Linked DNA regions of Sus scrofa: region 2 is linked to region 1. A link is a contact called in public Hi-C data. All regions are on one chromosome and are shown on one strand. Each heading gives the region's core, a stretch centred on a gene start, on an enhancer-like site or on the middle of the called end of the contact. The rest is flanking DNA. Distances are from core to core; before and after follow the strand shown.

What was found. Hi-C and Micro-C count contacts between places; a contact is called where the count stands out from the background.
Region 2: a contact with region 1 is called in a Hi-C map of mesenteric adipose tissue, with 2.0 times the contacts expected there. The contact joins two enhancer-like sites. A contact is called at or near these places in 9 of 47 Hi-C or Micro-C datasets (embryonic fibroblasts, epiblast stem cells, fetal heart ventricle and 5 more) and 1 of 2 datasets of contacts at active chromatin or transcription factors (alveolar macrophages).

What each region holds. Positions count from the first base shown.
Region 1 is chr1:261,515,116-261,521,526 of Sscrofa11.1, forward strand. It overlaps GGTA1P (glycoprotein, alpha-galactosyltransferase 1 pseudogene), which reads right to left. Exons shown (of 8, transcript NM_213810.3): 7 at 3,950-4,087. Among named protein-coding and RNA genes, the nearest start is that of GGTA1P, 70 kb to the right of the region's middle. Within about 2 kb of position 4,841, at least 25 of the 83 cell types and tissues checked have an H3K27ac peak or open chromatin away from gene starts, as enhancers often do. A contact at or near this core is called in mesenteric adipose tissue, retroperitoneal adipose tissue and subcutaneous adipose tissue, where this site is marked.
Region 2 is chr1:262,089,983-262,096,531 of Sscrofa11.1, forward strand. The region is part of intron 5 of TTLL11 (tubulin polyglutamylase TTLL11); the gene reads right to left. Among named protein-coding and RNA genes, the nearest start is that of TTLL11, 110 kb to the right of the region's middle. Within about 2 kb of position 4,364, at least 13 of the 83 cell types and tissues checked have an H3K27ac peak or open chromatin away from gene starts, as enhancers often do. A contact at or near this core is called in mesenteric adipose tissue, retroperitoneal adipose tissue and subcutaneous adipose tissue, where this site is marked.

The sequences.
Region 1 (6,411 bases), core at 3,591-6,090:
AGGGTCATTAAGCCTAACCATCGCCACTCTCTTATCCTTCTCTGGGACCCAAACAATGGATTATGGAATATGGATATTCTTCCATCTTACTGATTTACCCTGTGAGTTTCCCGCTGGTCACCCCAAACACCAGCCCATTATCCAGACACCATCATTATAAAACCCATCCAAATATGAGAGCAAACGACCTCTGATTCAACCTTACTTTAACTGTCTCGTTTCATTTAAAAAAATAGATTTTAGTTTTTAGAACATGTTTAGGCTCACAGCAAAATTGAGCTGAAAGTGCAGAATTCCCCCCGCTCCCCCCACTCCCACTCCCAGCTTCTCCCACCATCAACATCCAGCACCAGGGTAGCACGTGTTGCAACTGATGAAACTACACTGACACATCATTATCACACCAAGCCCGTAGTTTACACTAAGGTTCACTCTTGGTGGCAGACTTTCTATGAATCTGAACAAATGTAAAATGACATTTATCTATCACTATGTATGGTACCATACAGAGTATTTTCACTGCCCTAAAAAATCCTGTGTTCTGTCTATTCATCCATTCTCCCACACCATCGCCTGGCATCTACTGATATTTTTACTGTCTCCATGGATCAGTACCTTTGACCTTTTCCAGAATGTCATATAGTTGGAACCATATAGTAGGTAGTCTTTGCAGATGGTTTCTTGGTAACGAACATTTGAGGTTCCTCCATGTCTTTTCATGGATTGATTTTTTTTTTTAAAGCACTGCTAATACTCCACTGTCTGAATGTGCTACAATTTATCAATTAATTTGCCTACTAAAGGACCTGTTACTTCCAAGTTTTGGGCAATTATGAATAAAAGTGCTATAAACGGAGTTCCTTTCGTGGCTCAGTGGTCAACAAACCCACCTAGTTGCAGGTTCAATCCCTGGCCTCGCTCAGGGGGTTAAGGATCCAGTGTGGCCATGAGCTGTGGTGTAGGTCGCAGATGTGGCTCAGATCTCGGGTTACTGTGGCTGTGGCATAGGCCGGCAGCTGTAGCTCTGATTCAACCCTTAGCCTGGGAACCTCCATATGCCGCAGGTGTGGCCCAAAAAAGACAAAAAAAGAAAAAACCAAAACCCACCCCCCCCCAAAAAAAATACCTGCTATAAACATCTGTATGCAAGTTTTTGTGTAGACATAAAGTTTCAGCTTTTGAGGGTAAATACTAAGGTGTGCCATCGCTGGATTGTATGGTAAGAGTATGTTTAGTTTTGTAAGAATCTGCCAAACTGTCTTACAAATTGGTTGTATCATTTCGCATTGCCAGCAGCAGTGAATAAGCTTTCCTATCGCTCTACATTTTCATCAGCAGCTGGTATTGTCAGTGTTTGGGATTTGGGTCATTCTAATAGATGTGTAGTGGTATTTTAGCTATTTACCTATTCATTCAAAAACCATCATGTTCAGGAAGAAAAGGAAAGGGGGGAGTTCCCATTGTGGCAGTGGCACAGTGGGTTAAAGATCCAGTGTTGCTGCAGCTATGGAGAAGGTCACAGCTGTGGCTCAGAACTTCCATACGCCACAGGTGCAGCTGAAAAAGAAAAAGAGAAAAAAAAAAACCCATCACATTCCTGTCTTCTGTAAGCCAAGATACAGGCTATTCTGTGAAGCCATGGGGATGATAGAGAAGGGAAGAAGTAGTTGGCTGGCTTAACACAACCCACGTCACCACCCAGACTCATGCCCAGTGACTGTGCACTGAATTTAATTTGTTGATCACATTATCAGCCAATGATGACATTTTGTAATAATGACTGGCACTTCCTTTTGTTTTTTGGTTGCTGCTTGGATTCCCTTTGATTACTACAAACATAAACTGTGCTTTCAATGCTGGTCTCTGGAAACCCCAGGTTTATAGTATTGATTCTTTAAACGGAGAGAATATCTCAGCAATACAAGGAGGGACTTCAACATGGCTCTGGGGCTAATGGCCAGGAAATTCTTCTGCACTCTGGAACTTTAAGAAAAAATCTATTGTGCCCTGAAGCTTGGGAGGTGATCCTAGGGGCGAGGGAGGAAACCTTTGTGAGGTTTAACATTGTTTAGAGATTAAAGAGCTGCAGTTGGTGCTGTGCATTGTCATTTGAAAATAAACCAAACATCACACCTCCTAAAAGTCCAAATCCACTCTTGGGAGGATTTATTGCTGCTGAGTACAAACAGTCCTCTCTCGCCTCAGAGCAGAGTGCGCGGGTTTCACCAGGACATGCCAAGTACAGTTTAGTTCTCTAAAGCCGCAACAAGATGGCTAGAGCCAATGTGGAGCCGTTCTTTTTGGAAACACCAAGGTTAAATCAATCTGCGGTATGGCTGGCTGGTCTCCTCTTATACCAAAGGATTAGGTGAGCTGGGAATCTTTCCCAACTCCTAACAGAACATATTCTTCTAGTCGAAAGGTCAAAACTCCAGAGTCACCCTTCTCTATTAGAGATGCCACCCAGGCCCCTGGGATCAGTACATTCAGGGACATTAGGACTTGATTAGTACAGTGACAGTGATACCTTCTGGGCTCTAGGTTGGAGAAGGTCTTAGGAGGATGCTTAAATCCTCACTCAGATCAACCTTGACCTTCACTTCTCTTTGTACAGGCAACAGGTCAACTAACTTTCTTTTCTTTTCTTTTCTTTCTTTCTTTCTTTCTTTCTTTCTTTCTTTCTTTCTTTCTTTCTTTCTTTCTTTCTTTCTTTCTTTCTCTCTCTCTCTCTCTCTCCCTCTCCCTCTCTCTCTCTCTCTCTCTCTCTCTCTCTTTCCTTCCTTCCTTTTCTTTCTTCCTTCCTTCCTTCCTTTCTTGCTTTTTTAGGGCTGCACCCTCCCAGGCTAGGGGTCCAATCGGAGCTGTGATGTTGGCCTGCGTCAGAGCCACAGCAATGCGAGATTCGAAATGCATCTGTGACCTACCCCACAGCCCACGGCAACACCAGATCCTTAACCCACTGATCAAGGCCAGGGATTGAACCTGTGTCCTCATGGATGCTAGTCAGATTCATTAACCAATGAGCTATGATGGGAACTCCCTTCCTTCCTTCCTTTTTTTCTTTTTCTTTCTTTCTCTTTCTGATTTTTTTTTAAGTTTTGTTGAAGTATAGTTGTCTTACAATGTTGTGATAATTTTTTCTGTATAACAAAGTGATTCAGTTTCTTTGTGGCTTTCAGAAAAGGTACAGATGGAAAGGCCCATGGATGTGGGGGAGGGAAGGGGCACGGAGGTGAACAGGAAAATTGAACTTTTGCTTTTGTTTTGGAAAAAAGGGGGGGGGATTCTCTAAAAAAGAAAACTGGGTTATATTTTAAATGAACATTACAGCTACTACTTTTAAGTAAGAATGATTACAGTTTGGGGAGAAAAGTTCCAAACAAGGAAACGGGGGCTGAAACAGGAACCTATCCAACCTCTGGAAGAGGAAGTTCTGAGCAGCCTAATCTCCCCGGGCCAAACCCTCCAGGAGGAATAGGCAGAAGGCACAGAGGAGTGGTCAGCCATGCGGAGGTGGAAAACCACTCCACTTAGGACACTTCTGTCTTTGGTCCTTGGTCTGGGGTCTCGAGAGCATAGGAGAAACGACACACACACAGGCCATCTAACAGCTGCCATTTTTGGAATTTCCACAGAGGGCCGTGGAGGTCAGGGCGGAGGTGGCTGTGGGTGTACTGTCGACTCTGGGTGCAGTGGGTATAGCAGATCTTCTTCCCTGCAACCCAAGCCCCTCACCCTGAGGTGGGAAAGAGTTGACCCTCTGACTAGTTTTATTCTTAGCCTTTGGGGACCTCAGCAGAAGGGAGTCTAAAATGGCCCTGTGACACCATTCTCCTCTCCACTAATTCAGACATGACATGAACAGCCTCTGTAAACCCAGGGGCCCCTCACCCATCCTCTGATAGTGGAAGGGGAAAAACTCAAGGCCAGTTTTATTAGCAACACCTACCTTCCGACAGCAAAAACCGTCAAGCCCACGGTAATTTTCTGTTTGGCATAATAATTATCTAAGACGGCTCTGTTGTAAGTGCCTTCCCATACCACTGGAGCCTTCCATCTGGTTATGGTCACGACCTCTGGGCGTTTCCTGGTGACAAAACATAGAGTCAGGATGGCTTTGCTAAGGTATGCAGTGACAGTCTGGGGGAACATGGGTCAGTCATGGCTTGTGGTGACTGGCCTTGAATCCTGACTGTATTTTAGCCCCAGTCAGCTGGTGGTGTGACATTGCAGCATCTTCTGGGGGAGGGACAGGAGGCTCTGGCCCAGGTGCCTCTGCGGGCTGCCCTGGTGGCCCCTTTGGGGATCGTACCTGTACAACGTGTATGTACCTTCCGTCCCCCTGTTCTGCTGTCCTCGTCCTCAATCTTCCTTCCAAACCCCTTCGCCTATCTCCCCAGGCCCTTCCTAAGCTGCCAGCGACATCTTTGGGTGTTGCTTATCCCAGTGGGTGCCACCTGACCCTGAGAAAGCCCTATGGCTTGACTAGCGGGATGAGAGAGTGACATTTGAGCTGAAAGAGGAAGAAGCTGTCTCAGTTTGCCTTCTGCCAGAAAGCAATTTCTGGGTAGGAACCTGGTTATCGGACAAAAAGGGCCCCAGACTAAGGGGACCTGGTGTTGTGGTTCATTTTACGAAGAAGGAGACAGTCACCCAGAAAAGAAGGGACCCGGCGGGCTAACTGTGGCCATGGGTGACACACAGGGCTCGGGCTCAGACCTCTCTCAGATCATGTCGCCTCTTGACTAGAAGCACAAAAGCGGGAGGGGAGGGGGCATGTTCTCTGCACCCAGAACACTTGAAAGGGACTTAGCAAAGCCAACACAAACACAGGAAGCCACGGAAGAGCAACGGACAAATTGTAAAGAGTAAATGCGGGAAGTCTGGGTAGCAGCTGGGGCCCCCCAGAGGCAGGAGGGAGCTGAGAAGACTTGGCTCAAACCCCATTTGCTCTGGAAGTGGCTGCACTTCCCCGTCGGAAACAGACTGAAACGTGGTCATTTAGATTCAACCCCCAACACAACATGAGAGGGCCTGGCCCCTGCTAGCTGTGTGCTTGTATTTCAGCCACTGCAGGGAGAAGGCCAGTGGTTGGGGCAACGTCTTGGGGGTCCCATCGGGCCCCTGCTGGCTGCCTGGGTATGGCCCTGGTGAGGCTGTCTAGGAGATGTTAGCCCAGCGAGAACATACCCCCACCCTCATACGCGGGTGGAGGAAGGGTTTTCACAAACCTGCCCCTCCCCCATGGGAGAAACCATGTTTCCCTGCGAGATTGGGCAAGGCTGGGTCACCCCCACTTCTTGCTCATGCCTTCTGTCCCTCGTCACCAAGTTCTGCACCCGTATTCTGGAGGCCTCTGCCCTCCCACCCCCACCCCATGCCCTGCTTCAAGCCTGCTTCCTTCCTCCCCTAAGAGTAATTCTGCAGAGATGGAGGGGACATGGCTAGGCTGCTCAAACCCCACACCCCAGCTCTGCCTTCACACCCCAGGTATGACCGCCCCTTGGGGACACCTGCTCTTGGTTTCCACCAATCATGAAAGAAGCTGTTTTGGACTCTGTACCAACTTGTGCCAGGTACTTTCACATACACTTTCTCTCATTTAGTCCTTGCAAAAGCTTGGCCATGTAGTATGCTCAATGTACAGATATGAAAATCAAGGCTCAGGAAGGCTTGTTAACTTGACCAAGGCCAAACAGCAGATGATGGTAACTAACACACACTGGCTCCTTCCTATGGGACCAGGCACAGTGCCAAGAGCTTCACCCTTTTGTGGGGGTGGGGTTGCTATATTTTGATTCCCATTTTATCTGTGAGGAAACTGTAGCACAGAGTGGTGAAATAACTTGCCTGAGGTCACACAGCTAGTAAGGAGCCAAGCTGGGATTTGAACCCAGATAGTCTGACTGTGGTCTGTGCTCTGAACCACTACCCTCTATGGCTTCTTGGCTATTTACTTGCTGTACCAATGAACTGGAGTTAAAACCCAGGTATGTCATCATTTCCACTCATTTGAGCTACTTCAGCATTTTTATCAGGGCAGAATAAAAAAAAATGATGAGCTTTTTTTTTGTTTGTTTTGTTTTGTTTTTAGAAACTTATGTGATGCTTTTCTCACATAAAAGCCCCAGCTTTGTTGAATGACTGGATTTCAAACCAAAAAAACCACACACACACACACACACACACACACACACACACGGCTTAGGCTTATCATTCTATAACCGTTTCCCATGCACTGTCACTTCATTCATTCCTGTCCTTAGTGTAGCCTGTCAAGGATTCTTAGCAGTTCAGACCCCAGCCTATCAGTTAAGCCATGCAGCTGTGTGTGAGCTGAACATCTGGCAAGCAGGCAATATTATCTTTAAGCAAAGAAAAGGAAGAGAAAGAGAAGGAGGAAGAGGAGGA
Region 2 (6,549 bases), core at 3,114-5,613, 570 kb after region 1:
ACCCATCTAATTCAGCTGGCACAAGGGGCTGCCAGAGTAATTTTTCTAAAATGCAAATAAAATGTTAACACTTCTGCCTAAAATCCCTGCTTACAGAAGGAAGCCCAAGTTCCACAGCAGTTCCTTCAGATTCCTCTCTGACCTGGCCATCTGTCTCAAATGACAGCTTTATTTTCTCCCACTCAGTGCTGCACATCTTAGGCTCTAATTGTGCTGAACTATTAGTGGTTCCAGGATGCTTTACTGCTTGCTGCCTTTATATTCTTCTACCTGGAAGACAACTTTATTGGTCAAATATCTTTTGAGCACCTATCAAACACTAGGCACTGCTCTAGGCACTGGGAATAAGCAGCAAACAAGACAAAGAATGTTTTAACTCCTGCCCTCTGGAAGCTTACCTTCTAGGAGACACAAGTAAGTTAATAATTAAAACAAGATAAGGACATAGAGTGTGATATAGAGGATGGAGGGCTTGGTTTTCAGGGGAGACCTTGCTAAGGAGGTGACATTTGTCATCCCACCGTCTTCGGGTTTGCACAGTTTCTGACGAGAACTTTTCAGATATTCTTTGTTCCTCTGAACACATGTGTCTTCTATCTGCTTTTAAGATTTTCTTATTATCATTGATTTGATTATAATAAGCCTGGGGAGGGAGTGAACCCATTTGTGTATGTGGCCATTTCTTCAAATATTCTTCTGTATCTTCCTTGTCTCTTCTGCTCAAAGAACTCCACATGTTAGACCATCTGATATTGTACCATAGGTAAGTGGGGGGTCTGTTCCTTTTTTTTTTCCCCCTATTACTTTCCTCTCTCTGTTTCATTTTAATAAAATCCATTGCTATGTCTTCAAGTTCACTGATCACTTCTTCTGCAGTATCTAATCTGCTGTTAATTCCATCCAGTGAAATTTTCATTTCAGATATTACATTTTCTTCTATTTGGTTCCTAGAGGCTCCATTTGGTTCTTTTTAATAGGTCCATTTCTATCTATATTAAGCTCATATTTTCCCTTAAATTTTTGTACATCATTGTAATAGCTGTTATAACATCCTTTTCCTAACTAGTTTAATTATTTATGGGTCTGTTTCTATTGATTGTTTTTCCCCTCCTGAGATGAGTTACCTTCTCCTGCCTTATGGAATATCTAGTGGGTTTTTACTGGATGCTGGGCAGTTAATGCTCAGTGTCTGGATTTTGTCTTCTTTTTAAAAGTGCTAGGCTTTTTTGGCAGTCAGTTATTTGCAGATTAGTTTGATACCTTCAAAGCCTATTGTTTAAGCTTTACTAAGTGAGTTGAGAGTGATTCACTCTGTAGAAGTTTTGGTGCATTAAGGCAGAACTTCTCTGGAGTCTCCACTGAATGCTCCCAGTGACCACCAAGGATTCGCTATGCTGGCTCTTCAGAGCCTGAACATCTCCCTGCTGTGTGAGAGCTTCTGGTTTTTCAGCATCCCAGTTCCCTGGTCAATCTTTGCTCAACTTTGTGGACTAACACTCCACCAAAGTATGGCCCAGCACTCAGCAGAGATGCACAGGGGTCCTATGCAGGTTCTTGAAGCTCTTTTCCTGCTTGGCTCCCTCCTTTTCAGAATTCTCCCCACAGAATTCCAGCCACATCAGCCTTCCCAAACTCTGATCTCCACCTCCCCAACTCACTGAGGTCATAGAGCTCTGTTTAGGTCCCCGCCTTGCCCATGTCACCTTGACCACATTTGGGAGATTGCCTCCAGATGGAAAGCTGAGGCAACCATAGTCTCATCTTGGCTTCCCCACCTCCTCCCTTTCCTCAGGGACCACAGTGCTGAGCTGCCTGTTTTCCAAAATCTGAAAACACTTATTTCATGTATTTTGTCTGGTTTTTAGTTGTTTTCAAAAGAGGTCAAGTCCAGTTTTTGTTACTCCATCGTGGTCAGAATCAACAGACTTGGGAGGTAACAGATGAACAGGGACTGAATGAAGTGAAGAAACAAGTTACTTGAAGAGCTGAGGAAGAGCATTCCAGGCAGAGGGAAGAGCCAAAACAGGGGCCACTTTTGAAGAACATCAAGAAGTGAGCAAGAGGGAGAGAGGAGATGAGGTCAGATAGAATGACAGGGGACAGATCATGTAGCATCTTGTAGGCCATGGTAAGCAGCCAGGATTTTAAGTGTAATGAGAAAGGCATCGGAGAGTTTACACAGTGAAGTAATTTGATCTGACATGTTTTAAAAGAATCCCTTTAACTACAATGAGAAAAATAGGCTATAAGCAGCAAGGGTGGGAAAAGGGACATCAATTAGGAGGCTATTGCAGTGATACAAGTACAAGGTGATGGCTGCCTACACTGGTTTGGAAGCGGTGGAGTTGGTTAAAAGTGGTTCCATTTAGGATGCATTTTACAGTATATTTGCAAGAGTCGCTATGGATTAGATGTATGAAGGGAGAAAACGAAGAAATAAGCATGATTCAGGTTTCTGGTCTAACTGAATGCTATTCATTTACTAAAATAGGAAAGACAGAGAGAGTAAGTTTAGGAGAGAAATCAAGGTTTGATTTTGAACATGTCCAGTGTGAGATGTCTGTTAGAAACTCAAGGAGAAAATTAAAGTGGGCAGTTGGATAGACTGGTGTGGAGTTCAGGGAGAGCTCAAGACTGGAAATACAAATACAGGAGTCAACAGCACATAGCTGGTACTTACAGCCATGGGGCTAGAAGAGGGCCTTTAGGGAGTGATTGTAGGTAAGAGAGGAGCTGGAGTCCTGGGATCTCCATCATTGGCAGGTGCAGAAGGGGCTGAGAAGCAGCAGCCAAAAAAGCAGGGGGGAAATCAGGAGGGTGTGATGTTGCTCACCTTTTTCTGCTTGGCAAATTCTCCTTCATGCCTTAAGCTCCAGCTTAAGCATCTCTTCCTCCAGGAAGCCTTCCTTGACTGAGTTAACTGGCAAAGTTAACTGCTCCTTTTTCTGTGCTCTCCCAGCATCCTGTACTTGCCCCCACCCCCACCCCTGGGCAGCATTCATTACATGGAAGGGTAATGCCCACGTGCCAGGCTTCCCCACTACACTTTACACCTCTTAGGGGTAGGGCTGCCTCTTATCCATAACCACAGGCTCCACAGCTAGCTCAAGGCTTGTCCCAGTGGGTGACCAGCAAACACATCTAGAAGGAAAAAAGCTTAGATGTCAGAAGTGGTCAAGGAAGGCTTTACAGAGAAGGTAGGATTTGAGCAGCACCTTGTCAGAAGGCATTGAACTGCAAACAAGAGTGAGATGAGGAGAGAGCCTGGCAAGCCAAGACAGAGCAGAGGGCAGAATTGGGGAAACACAACTTACGTACAAGAGGCAGGAAATCAGCTCTGTTTGGCAGGCCCTCGGGGCTCAGGAAGGATGCAGAAGCAAGGCTGGGGCGAGGCTGGGAGGCATCCAGTGCCAGGACTTGTCTCTCCAACTGTGCTCCTTGGAACACCGGTGTTCCATGACATTGTAAATGTTACTAGTTCATGGTTTTCCCATTAGTTCAAGACACTGCTTCATAGACCCATTTGAGAAAGATTTGTTTGTCTTTTTAGGGCCACACCCTCAGCTTATGGAGGTTCCCAGGCTAGGAGTTGAATCAGAGCCATAGCCTCTGGCCTAGGCCACAGCCACAGCAGTGCCAGATCCGAGCCTTATCTGTGACCTACACCACAGCTCACAGCAATGCCAGATCCTTAACCCACTGAGGGAGGCCAGGGATCAAACCTGCGTCCTCATGGATACTACTAGTCAGATTTGCTTCCGCTGAGTCACGACGGGAAGTCAGAGAAGGACTGTTGTCACAGATAACACATAATGTCATAATAATGACCTTTTATTGAGAGACTGCTACGTGCTGGGTCCTGGGCCAGATGTTCCACGCGGCTTTTCTCACTCCATCTGTGAATGACTCTGGGAGGCAGGTACAAATATTATCTCTCTCTTCAGAAAAGGAAACTGAGGCAGGAAAAGGCTAACTTGCCAAGCTCCCCAGCTGGAGTTGCTGGAAGGAGGAACCAGGGTTAGTGCAAACCCAGGACATCCAGGAACAAAACCCAGGCTGGTGCATAAGCACTCACTGCTCCGTCACCTTTTTCCTGGGGAATGTCTGGGGCTGACGGGGAGGGGGAGGTCAAAAGAGCAAAGAAGGAAGAGGAGAAGCATTTCGAGGAGGTGCCTCCTCCAGACACCGGAGGGAAAGGATCATGGTCAAGGAGAGAAGTAGACTCAGAGCTAGAGGACGAGAGAAACCGAGCAATGAAATTGGGGTAGAATGTTCACGAAGGTTGATCTGGAAACCGTTGCTCTGCGTGTGCATTTCTGCCACATGAATCATCAACACCAGATGGACCTGGCTGTTTAAGCCAGGGTCACAGAACTGCCCTCAAGAAGACGGACGGGGGATATGTTGCTGGGGGCTGCCTGGGCAATGACAGGGGGACAGGCCGGAATGACAGGGCAGCCACGTTCCTAGGCAACAGATTACAGGAAACTTGCCCACAGACGAGCCGCGCCAGCCCCTGCTCCGGGCCATCACAATTTCCCAAGTAGTTATTGTGGCTGTGATTGGAAAGGGGTCACAGTCACATGTTTTAAGATAAATGTAATTTTGTTGGCTAGAGTTTATGTCCTGGAAGGCTGCCGTCTGGGCCAGGCCCAGGCTACAAGCAAAAGGGGCGTCCGTGACAAGGAATTAATCTGTTACATATGTGTACAACAGTAGCGTGTGCAAAGCCCTTCCTCATCTTTGTCTCATGTGAATTAGTTCACAAACCTGTGGGGTAGGCGAGGAGACCGAGGCACAGACAAGACTAAGACAAGATCACACAGCGAGTCGATGGCAGAAGCACATGCTGTCCCTCAATCTTCGGGTTCCAAGTTCACGTGTTTGAGATCCAAACAAACAAGTGTTTTCACAAGTGCTAAGAATAGAGAAAGCAGGAGAGAACTCCAAGGACTTCAATCTCTTTGACTCTGAGATGCACGGTAAAATGGATTTCAGTCATCTAAGGCTTTATACCTTTTCACCCTCATCACTTTACTCCAAAGAAGGCAGGTAGGGAAGAGAGTAGAGGTGATTCAGAGAGAAAGAAACAGGCTCAGGGTGGTGAGGAAACATGCCCAAGGTCACCCGGCTGGGAAGAGGACAGGCTTCTCCCAGGAGTGGGGTGGGGTCAGTTCTGGCCCCTGCTCCTCTCCTGACCCCAGGCCTGGCAGCACTTAGTGTGGTCAAGCGGTAGGAAACGGTCACAGGGCTGTGGTTCCCTTTGCCGGATGTGATCTGTCCAAACCAGTGGCTCCCGCCCCATTGGCCTTCTAGCCCCCACAGCGTGGGCCCCTGGTTTCCACCCCCATGGGCACCCCAAGCCACCCGTCCACAGTGAGACAAGCTGCAAAGCCACCGCCCCAGCCTTCCACCCTGCACCCGCGCCATGCCAGGCCTCTGTGGTTTGGCCGTGCACGCGGGCCCACATGATACTCCTGGAATAGCTGTCACTGTCGAACAGATGTGACCACACAATCCCCCGGGTTGACCCCCGGTGGCCTCCACGTTGCAACTAGCCCTTCACCCTAAGCTTCCAAAGGCTCCAGCTGGGACCGGTTCTCTCTGGTCCTGCCTCTAAGTGTCCGCTTTCTAATGCCCTAAGCCAACTACTGATGGCTGAGCTGGACATCCTGCCTGAGAACCAAAGCCTGGCATCCAAATGCCTCAGGACAGATCTTTGGGTGACAATTAGCCCTTCCTGGGACTGATCGATGCTGGAAGTCCCCTCCCAAGGCTTCCGCCAGCCTCCTGGAAATCCTGCTGACCGGTGCCCAGCCCTCAGGGTCGTCCCTCTGCATTTATGGCTGCAGCTTAGGACCAGCCTCCTCTCCGTCAAACGAATGTCCCGTCCATCAGCAATGCTGTCCCACTGCCTCCCCTCCCTTCTTGTTCCACGTTACTCGTTATTCCCCCGCCAGAGCCTTAGAGAAAGGACTAGAAACAACTCGGATGTTCACTGACAGAAGAACCGATGAACAAATTGCACGCGTTTACCACAGATACACAGCAGTGCAAATGAAATGGAACCGATGATCCACAGCCACATGTGGTGGAAAAGAAAGTTGCAGAAGCCCACGTGCTTGATGGTCATGTTTTTATAAAGCTCACAAACCAGTGACACAAAATAATATATTGCTTAGGGATACATTCACGTATAATAAAAGTATTCTTTTTAAAGAGAGGAAATGATGAACATAAAATTTGGGATGATGGTTACCTGGGGGTGAGAAATGGGATGGGGGAGAAGTGAGCGAGGTGGGGATCTCGGGCTGGGAGGCGAGTTGGGGATAATCACTTGGCGGTTCTGCTTCACAGCTTAGCACGTGCGCCATGCATTCTTTCTCAGATGGTAACTGCTCCAAAATAATCTTAAGGATTCAATGAAGACGGTCCCAGAGGTGTCCTTTATATCATCTGCTCCCCATTCTGATTTATCGCGTTGCAGGAAACTGTGTGCCTGGACTCCCAGTCCCCCACCCCCACCTTTGCCACCAAATGTCCAGGAAG